Regions from separate parts of the Bombyx mori genome. Here all the other regions are linked to region 3. A link is a contact called in public Hi-C data. All regions are on one chromosome and are shown on one strand. Each heading gives the region's core, a stretch centred on a gene start, on an enhancer-like site or on the middle of the called end of the contact. The rest is flanking DNA. Distances are from core to core; before and after follow the strand shown. Region 1 holds the start of LOC101736393 (ras-related protein Rab-37). Region 2 has its middle 24 kb from the start of LOC101736393. Region 3 holds the start of PC (polycomb).

Region 1 (4,010 bases), core at 708-3,207, 220 kb after region 3:
AGCAGCTGTTAGCAAATTCCACTCCTCCTAGCCAAACTATAGCTCGCCAATTAGTAATCCTTCCTTCCAAAAAAAATATAGGTAGGTATACCTTTTTTCACATTTCAGACTAAAAGACTCGGTTATAGTTAAGTTGTCAATAAAAAACATTTACACGGTAATTAAGATTTAGAATAGGATGTACAATTAATGAAGAACCATCATAAACGGCAGTAATGTTGTAGGCCGGTACAATGTTAGTCCACAAATTAATCCAACGTGGGCTTAGTTCTTAGATTTAATCGTCCTATAAAATGTTTCAAACAACCGAAGATAAGTCACGTCATTTTACGTAGCACAACACATAAATAAATGTCATCTCGCTCTAACATTAAGTACTTGCATGTACACGTCTCTCTCGCGCAATTTTCAGTCATCCCTTAAAACTGCGTTCACGATCAAATTTCCCTCAAGCGAATTCCAGCTGTATTCCTTGTTGTCTACGTTCATTTCCAAATGACTCGAATAGTCTGTGTCAATGTGTGTGTGTTTAATTTAACAACACAAACAAGACATTTTTATTACTAAAGTTATGGTTCTCACTCGAATTAGGAATAATTTTAAAAAGTGAGAATTGCGATATTATGTGTATATCAGTCTAAAGTATATTTCATTGTATAATTCTTTTGAAGGCATGTCGTAACGTAACGTAAGAGAGGAAGGAGCAGTTTCTGCGATTATCAGTTTGTACTCAGCAAAAATTGCGTCTGAAACTGTAGATGAAGACAAAGTTACTTATTTTTCTATTCGATGTTCTAACTATGTTCGAAACACAAATATCATACATATTTGGTAAAGCAATCAAAGAGGTTGTGGGCAGTGAAGTACTATCTACAATAATCTACTAATATAGTGACTAACTTTGTAAAAAACATAAATGGGCCGTGTCTTTTTCAGTGTTTATTTATTTATTAAGTTGCACCAAAAAAGTGATCATCAATACAAAACTTTGACAAACTGACAAAAGTTCATGGCAAATGTCACCTCAATTATAGGTGCAATATACAGTGCATTTAACAACAACAAAAAAATTATATAACTAAGATTTGATTACATTTGATTGATTCGAAAACAATAAAGTGTAAATTCTATAATGTAATGGTAGTGTTAAAAGGAAAATTTAACGTAGTTTTCTTTGAATTATACTTAATTAGAGTAAGGACAATGTGCAGTTTTGTATACCTATATTATTTCCCAAATAATGGTTCGAATTAAAATAATATGAGAATTCGTAGTAGAGGAATTTCCCAGAAGAATCGCAATCGATCTGAAAGTGTGACAGAGACAGTGTGGATCAGATATTTAACGATCAATCTGGTGACAATATTTTAAATCTTTTTATTTTGAAAAATTATAAATTGTATTGAAATTAACAATTTTTTTAGAAAGTTTCTTATGAGTATCGTGTTATGTATTATACTATTGAAACTCGATGACTATCAGCTGTATTTGTCTATCGGTATTATACGAAAAAACTGATGAGAGGAGGTTTTCTGTTGATATCACCACTCAGCCTATTTCTGCCGTGAAGTAATAATAAGCAAGGGTGGAGTAGTCGTTGTACTGTAGAATAGAACTCATGCCTCAAAATTGGTGGCGGCATTTACTACTTTGGTCTATGGATTCCGGTTACCACTTAAGATCAGATGGGTCAAAAAACATTCAAAATTTGTATTGAAAATTACGAGTTTAATTTAATACGATCCAATGCTTTTTAACTAATTATTCCTCATTCATATTGCATAGATCTATTTACTGCGAAATTAACTCAATAACTGTACGATTTTAACCGATCTTCCCTATCCTCTATTTACAAAGCAAAAAACGTTTTTGGCGTCACAAAACCAAACTTCAGTTATCATGAAACCGATCGTGGAAAACTTGTTATCTCGTGTAGCTTGACGCACGAACACATGCGCACAACCCACCCCGAGCTCACCCAGTCGCGTCGCTACACAGCCGCGCACACAACGACACGAGCGCATGCAATTTTGGGCCTTACAGCACACTCGCTCCCAATATGCCCTACCGATCCGAAATATAACCTCAAATTCCTAGTTTTTAACCCGATATCTGTTCGAATCTAATATCCGAATAAAAGAGCGGCCTATTAAGTGTCAGCTGTTATATAGTCACGTGTACAAGTGTGCGTTTATCTGTGTTCGTTCCGAGGATGTGGCATGTAAGCAACGGGCTGTCAATTTGTTTATGAGTGTTGTGATTATACGTGAGTAAATGAGTGCGTGCCTCGATAGAAGATGAGCGTAAGTAACTTAGAATTGTTTGTCTAATACATTTATTGGTGGACTATGTAAAGGGAATGTGTATTTGACGTCTGGAAGTCATTGACCTTAGGTTGACTGTCAAAATTTTTCATTCACTGTACGTAGCTTCCCAAGTTGTTACTAGATCAATAATTAACGTATTTTTTTAAAGATTGCATTCTCGAAGACACGATCTAGATTTTCATTGATCCACAACGACTGATTCACAAGAAATTATTAAGAAAAACTAATAGTTAAATACCTAAAAAAGTATATTATCTAAAATTGAATGTCAAGTCCCAAAACACATATGAATTTCTTTTTTCTCGTAGCAAGGAAAACGTGTTCATAACACACTCGATATAAAGCGGTTGTCGAAGCTCATTGATGGCGTAACGTGAATGGTACCGCCAACCTTCCCATGTTACGCCCGGACTTAAACAGCAGCTTTTTCGATATATATTTTTCAGCATTCGTAAAAACAATTATTTAATGTGACATCTAATGATAGAAGTAGTTGTAGCGTATATTAAAACATGAATCTAAACGTAACGAAACTTATTTTTTTATTTTTTTTTTATTGCTTAGATGGACGGACGAGCTCATAGCTTACCTGTTGTTAAGTGATTACTGGAACCCATAGACATCTACAACGTAAATGCGCCACCCACCTTGAGATATAAATTCGAAGATCTCAGTATAGTTACAGCGGGTGTCCTACCCTTCAGACCGAAACGCATTACCGCTTCACGGCAGAAATAGGCAGGGCGGTGGTACCTACCCGCACGGAATCACAAGAGGTCCTACCACCAGTAAAAATATCGTACCCAACATAGTACATGATCTAATTAAAATTTGTATAATAAAATAAAAGATAAATATAGTTATTTATGATAGATAAAGTTGGTATACATTTGTTCATAATCATTTGCATTAATTCTGCATTGCATTTACATACAATCGAGATTACGACATGTCTAAGGGCGTGTGGTGTCATTCCAACACCGGTCACCGTTGACCCCTGGATGAGTCGACACGAGGCCCAAATCGAAGTTCAAGGTTCATCGGTAGCGCTACGAGTGCAGTGCCTGCGGTATAATTAATGTTATCACAACGCTTCCACGCCGATAGCGGACAAGTGCCGCGATAAAATATATAGCTTCATGGCTCTCGTGTGTAACGGCGACGTGACGTTTAATTACGATGAAAATGCTATGCGAATGCGATTGTATTATCTGTTTTAATTAAAGACTGTGTTTGTCCGATTTTGATGAAGCTTGGTTGAGTTGATGATGGAGATCCAAGGAAGGTTTCTGATATGATATAAGTACCATCAAGGGTGGCAGGACCTCTTGTGAGTCCGCACGGGTAGGTGCCACCACCCTGCCTATTTCTGCCGTGAAGCAGTAATGCGTTTCGGTTCGAAGGGTGGGGCAGCCGTTGTAACTATACTTGAGACCTTAGAGCTTAAAACTCAAGGTGGGTGGCGCATTTACGTCGTGGATGTATATGGGCTCCAGTAACCACTTAACTAGTGGGCTGTGAGCTCGTCCACCCAGCTAAGTAATAAAAAAGGTGGAATAAGTGAAGCGCGACCACTTAAAAAAAAACAGTGTTAATTTTTTTTTTTTTTTGTATTGCCGCAGCGCAGCATGACTGGATTTCATTAGGGATGGATTTACGCCTAGGGTCGTCAGGCTCGGGTCT
Region 2 (3,975 bases), core at 689-3,188, 200 kb after region 3:
AGCTCGTTTACCCGTGTTCACGACTATCTCATCTTCGGCAGGCTCTAGCCCTTGATCTGCAAACGCAGACAACTGTCATTTCATAAGAAGGCAACAGTTTTTATAGCTCCCAAACGTCCGAACATAGCTACTTTGGAGTGAAAAGGCCGTTGCGCTCAAGTTGGCTCCCTCCAATCCTTAGGTTAGCCGTCGGAGCACCGTGGTCCTTGCGTCGATAATCCTCAATCCTGAGGGTCGTGGCCTCATGAGGCTTTCTTGGGAAAATACACATGGTGGGTTCCCGCGTCCTTCCACGGCAGTGCTTTTGGAAGAGGTTTAGCTGAAGCCTTATTTGGGTCTGGCTAATTAACCGCCGCCAGACATTCGGCGTTGACTGTTTTACGGTGGAAAGGTCGAACTCCAACTCAACTCTCCTCTTTTCTCATCCGGGCTTGGGACCGGCATTGGCAGAGTTACCGAGCACCGTGGTATGTAGGTATATTTTCGTAACAACCTAGGTCTATATCTCATTCATGAATGTAAAAAGACAGCTTCGAAACGGTAATTCACGACAGCAATGCGACAAAAACCGATCTCGTAGTTGGCTTAGAACGGCAAGCCCGCCCACCAGTCCTGATGTTGCTGATAAAACCCCGGGCCACAAGAAATACCCGCGTCTCAAAAATAAGAAAATGTAGAATAGATGGTAGGCAGAAAGGCTAGTCTTTCTTTTGCAGCAAAAAAAATTTAGTCAATTTTAGTAAAAAACTTTGTCTAAGAACAATTCGAAAGATTTTGTCACCGTAATTTTCGCATACACGAACTCACTTTCAGGATGAAAGGTTTTTTTCTGTACAGTTCACGATTTACAATGTTTCAGTTTTTGAGGTCACAAACGAAATTCGAAGAAATTGTTTCATAAATCTATCGGGTATAAAAATAATATCTACTGTTCAGATTCATGTAGCGCCATCTACATTTCATTATTTGAATCAACTTTGTTTAGTTGCTCCGTCACGAAAGACAAACGAATTCTTATCTTGCAATGATTGTTTTGTTGTTACTATGTGATGGAATTTCAAGGGTAATCACCATTATGATATTTTTTCAAACGGTTATTAGCAATTAGTAATAAATTTTAAGTAAATCCAATTTCTTGATACAGCTTTTAAAGTTCTAAATTCACTTAATAATAATAATAACCTTTTAGGATTATGTATCTTGTGCCTTTTATTTTTCTATCAGAAATATCATATTAGCCTCAAATAACACAATAGCTTCACGTTAATTATTTAAAACTAAATTTAATAAACACCCATTTGTTATTAGATAGATAGGTACATTTACTTTATCTGTATCGAAGACTAAAAACGTCATTAAAGAATCTTATTTAATGTGTCTATATATTACTACGTGAAGCAAAAACTTTGTGTACCCTTTTTTAAGAAAATTGCGCACACGGAAGGTGTATAAAATTTCTAACACTTAAAGAGAATATAGAGAAGGAGTGCAGAATGCTAATATTTAATTAAAGTCGTGCATAAAAAATACATTAAATCAATAAAAAGAACATTACACACACAACCGTGTATTTGACACACACACGCATTTATACTCTTTTGTTTATTGTTTATCAATCTGTGGTCAAATTGAGAATAGATTATTATTGTTTGTCTTTAATATCATTTGTCTATAGTGTAGTCTTGACGAAGTCTGTGATTAGAAGTATAATAGTCTTTGACAATCGAAACATAATAATGTTCAAACTTATAATTTCAATTTATTATAATCGAATTTCGACTACAGTAGGCATCAAAACAAGAATTATCGTGTTCTTCTGCGATAAAATGTCGAAGAATTTTTGTATTATCGTTTCATTTTAAATGCGGACTGCATATCGGTGTCCGGTAGGGCGTCGGCTGGTAGGGAGCTCGGAAGGGCGTTGGCTTGGGGAGGTGGGTGGCCGCCGCGTGTTCCGTATCGACCGCTCGGATTATTACCCACCCTATACTAGGGATTAAGCGTGACCTTTACAATAGAAGATACGATTTGTCGTGTTGAATATTTCGTAGAATATAACTTGAGGTATTAAAAAAAATGCTCATATTTTTTTCGTCTATAGCGTTCTTTGCGTAGATGTGCAGACATGGATAGCTATGACCTCTACAACCATGAACCTCGAGACCCAAACTGAGACATTTCATGGACGTCTCGATTAGATTGAAATGACAGTTATATACCTACTCATCAAAACGTCCTTTATACTTTTTTATTTTGCTGAAGTTGGCAGAGAAATCGACACAGCTGTAAATTAACCAGATCAATAAGTGGTTAATGTTACTTAATAATTTCAGCGATGCAACTACCGCAACCAAGCCGCTTCCTCCAGCTCTGGATTACTTTCAAACCTAGCTTTTTTCTTATTTTTACTCAGCATAACTACTAACATTCTAATCTGTAACAGGTAAATACATGCAAACGACTTCCATTTTTTATATCTCTTTATTTATCGTATCGTTCCGGGTGCTATGAAAAAATCGTGTCGTTAAATATAAACGGACAAGGCATTTAGTTCATCGTATTTACATAAACAATTTGTTTGTCTTTATTCAATGCAGTTCATTATGACTGTAATATGATAAATTTAATTGTCTGTAATGCAGTTTAATATGAGATTTGGCGTGAACATTATAATAATTGTCTCCTGATTATAATAATTTGGGGTCCAAAGATAAAACAGTGTTTTGTTTGAGGGATGAGTTTAAAGTGTCAGTTGCTTTTGGTATAGTAGCTGTCTTCTATCTTCTGCTTCAGGTATTATTGCTCCAAATTGAATTCGTTTGGACGGAATCGGGATGCCCAACCATACGTGTCCACAATCTACTTTACCATTAATAAGAACTATGGTACATTCTAGGAGGTTTCTTTTTAAGTATTATAGCGTAGTTGAATAAGCGAGCTGACGGCGCAATTGCTGATAAACGATTACCGGATACTGTATACATGGCAAAAATATTGCCTAAACGTATCTCGAGACACGAGATCAAAGTTGCGGCGTATTTTGTAGGTATATGTAACATATGGCTGTTTCGCGGCAGAAGGCCAAGGTGGGTGGCGCATTTGTAAGGTTGGTGGCGCATTTACGTTGTAGATGTCCATGGGCTCCAGTAACCACTTAACACCAGGTGGGCTGTGAGCTCGTCCACTCATCTAAGCAATAAAAAAAAAAGAATAGTGATACGCAAGTCTTTATATATAATATAATTATATATTTCTCGATTTGTATTTAATGGTGTAGTCTGTGCGTGCATAATCGCAAAAGGAGCTTGCAGGCTTACAGCTGGACAAGTACTTTTCTTTTAATTCTCTGAAAGCATTTATCAAAAAAAGTTTTCTAAATGTCGCTTGTAATATGTTTATTACAACCTCTTTAAGGTACATATTCTAGCCCACTGAGTTTGTCGCCGGATCTTCTCAGTGAATCGCGTTTCCGATTCGATGCTAGATTCTGCGAAGGAGCTACTTTTGCTAAGGTTAGTGTTAGCAACGACGTCAGGTTTGAGCCCCATGATCTCACCTACTAGTTAAGGTTACGCTGAAATGGTCTCTCAAGACTATCAGCTAAGGTAGGAAAAAAATTAAGCTACATATTCCAAATCCAAACCGTAATTAAAACCGAATTTGACTGTTTCAATAAGCTGCCGAATGAATCGTGAAGTCGTCGTGGCCTAAAGGATAATACGTCCGTTGCAATCGTATCTAGCGATGCACCGACGTTCGAATCCCGCAGGCGGGTACCAATTTTTCTAATGAAATACGTACTCAACAAATGTTCACGATTGACTTCCACGGTGAAGGAATAACATCGTGTAATAAAAACCAAACCCGCAAAATTATAATTTGCGTAATCACTGGTGGTAGGACCTCTTGTGAGTCCGCACGGGTAGGTACCACCACCCTGCCTATTTCCGCCGTGAAGCAGTAACGCGTTTCGGT
Region 3 (4,187 bases), core at 393-2,892:
ATATCTATAGCGCGCTAGTGACTTAGTTATTAAAATAAATAAAAACGTAATTTAAGTCAGATTGTTAATAAAGGCTATCTTATCATATCTTAAGAGAGTCAGTCGGCTTTGTGAAATCCGTTAACCCACTGAGTTCCTCGTCGGATCTTCTCAGTAAGTCGCGATTACGATCCGCGAGTAGGTTCAACGAAGCACTGGTCTTGCTAGGGCTAGTGTTAGCAATTATCTCAGGTTGAGCCCATGAGCTCACCTACCGGTCCGCGTGAAGTTGGAATAGCCCCTTAAACTACCAACAATTGGGTAGGGAAACAATGTGAGCTCTGTACTGTGGTATAAAAAAATTCCACCGCCATCAATGGGTCTCTTGTGACAAAGCAAATGAGACTTCAACCTCAAGGCGAGTAACATTCATGTGGTGGTTTCTACAAACAGGCAGTAACTGATTAATAGCAGCTGGTTTTGTTTATCTATTATACCCTTCCCTTAATTACAGTTCACAGTTCAACTTATGTTTGTCTTTTGTGGGACAGTCGTGTCCACAGTACTGCTAACACTTAGTGTTCCAGGATGCCTGAACTGGTAAACATTCAACACAGATGGATCGTGTTTCTTCACTTAACTCTGCATAATGAGCTTGCGTGATAGTTCGAAATATTGTCCAAAAATTAAAAAAGAAGTGATGATCAAAACCATCTCTCTCAACCAACTATTACATAGGCAGGCGTAATTGGACTCATGACAAAGAAATCCTTTGCTAGTCATTATTAAAACGTCAAGCGTTCCAATTTCAAATTTACTACGACTGTACATTTGCCATAACATAGGTGTACCAAAGATTCACAAAAATGTTTAAAGTAACAACAGAAATCGTAACTGATAATGTCTCCACGTCTTCATTCATAGAATGTTACAAGTCTTCTAACCTGTTGCGAGTTTCAATATTAGAAACACGAAAAACGACTTACCTTTCCGGGCGCCCCATTAAAGTTTCCATTGACTCCTCCTAACAGTCATAACATACATTTTAAACAAAAACTCAAACAGAACACTATCCATTTTAATGTTACATCACTATATTGTTAATGTTTTGATGAGCAGCGTTTTTTTTTTTTTTTTGTAAAATCAAACCAAGCCGAAATTATACAAAGATTGACCTCGCTTCTTAAATCTTACGAAACTTGTTTACTATCAAGAATTCTAAAATGGAATCTCGAAAAGGGTACGGATTCAATAAAGAACAATTCAGCTTCACACTGCCCTACATGTAAGGGGAGACATTACAATAATAAGAAACGAAAAATCACAAGTGAAAAGGAACAACATGATTACCTGAACCCGTGATTACATGTACAGCTGCTCGACACATGACAATGCCGGGATTAATAAATAAAATAAAATCATGCAAAGCGATGCACATTTTTATATAAAGAACATTCGAAGCGTGTTGTGAAATCTGATGCTAGACAGTTACGAATAAGCGTGCTCCAATAATATCGGCAATGTGTGATCTAGTATGCTCGTTTCGCAAACTAGCTTCTTAATGTTCGTTGCGTATTGAAAAAAAATTATCTCACCTTTCTAATTCTCCTTTTCATGATGCGTTCAGCGGCGAACACGCTGTCGCCTAGCTCCATCTTGTGCATCCCCAGTTTGATCGGTGGTAATCCAAAAAACACTGCAATCCAATAAATGTGATCCTGTCACTGCATCCAATTAATGAGGCACCGCAATCCAAATCGCATTCTTCGACACGACACTCCGTTCAACACTGTCCACAGTTCAAAGTTGGCGCGCGAACGGTCCTTTTTATAGAGCGCCGCGATACGTGTTCCCCGCTTCGTATCGTCGTGCAAACTGAAGTAAGGGGAAGAAGCTCTCCTCCCGCGCACCCCGCACGCAGCGTTCCTCGTAAATGTCGACAGAGCGCGCTACGAGTTCACCAACGCCCGCTCGATATTCTGTAAACAAGTTTTATTTTCATCATTTAGATCTCGTGTTTTCAGCTTCTTGCGTATTTTTTAAGTGAACTATGGATTTTTTATTAACATGTGTAGAAATTCTTATTCCATAGAGAAGTACGTGTTAGAAATTATTTATAAAACGTGTTTACCTAATACATTATTAATACATAACATACTTAAAATAGTTTTAAAAAATTCAGTAAGTTTCACTGAAGTCTTAGCAAGAAAATTTGGGAGCACCTAAAGTAATGGGTTGGTATATCCCGGCACTTTGGTAGTTAAATGTTTGAGGATTTAGCATCGAGTCCCCGCGGTGTCGCGCGGTGGAGGCACGAAGCAGGCGAGCGCGACGTTGCCGCTCCGCGCCAGCTGCGAGAGAAACACAGAGCGAGCGCTACCCTATTATTTACGCGCGGCGTTGCCGCACCGTCCGGCCTACGTTGATTACGAGGACACCGCTTTTACGTTTGATCATCCGGCACATTTATGTACAATTATTCGACGCTAGCGGCTAAATAATACATTTTTATTTATTCTAGTGTAAATTTCTAGCTAGTATTGAGATTAGTACAATATAAAATTAGCAGTACCTGTGAGAATCCAGGGTTAGAACAGATTTCGTCTAATGATCCCAAATATCGACATAAAACACAACCAAACGTAGTATTCGTTAAGAAAGTCTGTACTTAGTTTCACCGGGACCGCGAGCGAAAGCGACCTACCAACAGTACGCGCGTGAAATAACTAAGGCATTTTCGGTCGTATCGAATCGGGTTGGCATTCGTGAAAGGTCGGTATTCCGGGGTACGGGGCCGCGGGAGGGAAGCACTGCAGGCTCTCGTGATTGGTCGTAAAGTACGGGCGGCGAGCTCCGCGTAGCGGTGGCCAATCAGAGGACAAGATGCGGCGCCGCCCGCTGACGTCCGGCGGCCGGAGTGCTTCTCTCTCGCTCGGTCGCCGTGCGGTCGATTCCAACATTATTTTTTATGCTACGTGGCTCACATTCACATAGAAAAATGAACGGACATTTTGGATTACGTAGGGTCGCCGGATCCGGGCGCGGCGCGTTCTCTATTTATATTCGATGTATTGTTACAGGGAGAGAGATATGGGGCGATAAATGAACGCAGCTTGTGACGGCTTCAGCCGTACAGATATTGTCAGCTTTATCATTATGATGATTGATGTTCGAATTTAAAGAGACGTCCCGGATGTCGGTTCGTACTTAACATATACAGTACATTAATGTGACTTGTTTTTTTTAAAAATCTAAGTCATTCAAAATCGTTTCTTTAAGCCGTAGACTATTTTGAATTAATAAATTGAATTTGTAGTCTTTTGACATGTTTTAGCGTCAAACAGCATTAAGATAATACTTAATTCCTCGAGATGAGAACGAAGAAAACGCCAGGTTTCGGTTTTACAATACCTAAGTATCTACTGTTCTAACAATATTAGGTTACAAATTATGTCGGACGATACGTGAGCGTTTCAACATTACTCCTATCCTAGTCTGCAATCTTCTTCGGCTTTATAGGAATAGTTCCAGTGCATCAGTCGTGAAAAGATAGATATTGGTCGCTGTGCAACCACGAACTCTATGAGGTTCAGGTGCGAGGTTGCGGGTGCTAAGCGCGAAAGACATTTTCTCTAGGATTTCGTAACGAACAAACGTAGAAATGTTGGAATTTAGACTTTTAAGCTGAAATTTCATTTAGGCCGAATTGTTTTTTGTTTGCCAGTTTTTTTTTATTTCCTACCTATTCTAGTAACCTCGAGAGGTTATTCTAGATTCGCCGAATTAGTAGGTGAGCTCACGGGGCTAAAACTGAAATGACGTTACTAACGCGAACCCTAGCAAGAGTCCTGCTTCGCAGAATCTACCACCGGATCAGAAACTCGACTCACTGAGAAAATCCGGCGATAAACTCAGTGGGCTGTGTCTGTGGGCTAATTTACTCGCCGAGCCCTTTGTCGCAAGCGACGGGTTCGAGGAGAACGATGACCGGTGCTAGGTTTTTTTATTTTTTTTTATTGCTTAAATGATGGTAGGACCTCTTGTGAGCCCGCACGGGTAGGTACCACCGCCCCGCCTATTTCTGCCGTGAAGCAATAATGCGTTTCGGTTTGAAGGGTGGGGCAGCCGTTGTAACTATACTGAGATCTTAGAACTTATATTTCAAGGTGTGTGGCGCATTTACGCTGCAGATGTCTATGGGCTCCAGT

Evidence for each region. A called contact is a pair of places that touch in the nucleus more often than the background predicts.
Region 1: a contact with region 3 is called in a Hi-C map of whole pupa, with 2.1 times the contacts expected there. The contact joins the promoter of LOC101736393 here to the promoter of PC in region 3. A contact is called at or near these places in 3 of 7 Hi-C or Micro-C datasets (posterior silk gland and whole pupa).
Region 2: a Hi-C map of middle silk gland shows a contact between it and region 3, with 1.7 times the contacts expected there. The contact joins the enhancer-like site here to the promoter of PC in region 3. A contact is called at or near these places in 3 of 7 Hi-C or Micro-C datasets (middle silk gland, an unstated tissue and whole pupa).

What each region holds. Positions count from the first base shown.
Region 1 is chr10:11,978,366-11,982,375 of ASM3026992v2, forward strand. It overlaps LOC101736393 (ras-related protein Rab-37), which reads left to right and starts at 1,958. Exons shown (of 6, transcript XM_012697512.4): 1 at 1,958-2,303. The coding sequence starts at 2,298.
Region 2 is chr10:11,954,018-11,957,992 of ASM3026992v2, forward strand. No RefSeq gene overlaps it. Among protein-coding and RNA genes, the nearest start is that of LOC101736393, 24 kb to the right of the region's middle. Within about 2 kb of position 1,939, at least 6 of the 8 cell types and tissues checked have open chromatin away from gene starts, as enhancers often do.
Region 3 is chr10:11,755,959-11,760,145 of ASM3026992v2, forward strand. PC (polycomb) reads right to left here and starts at 1,643. Exons shown (of 2, transcript NM_001201434.1): 1 at 1,575-1,643. The coding sequence starts at 1,643.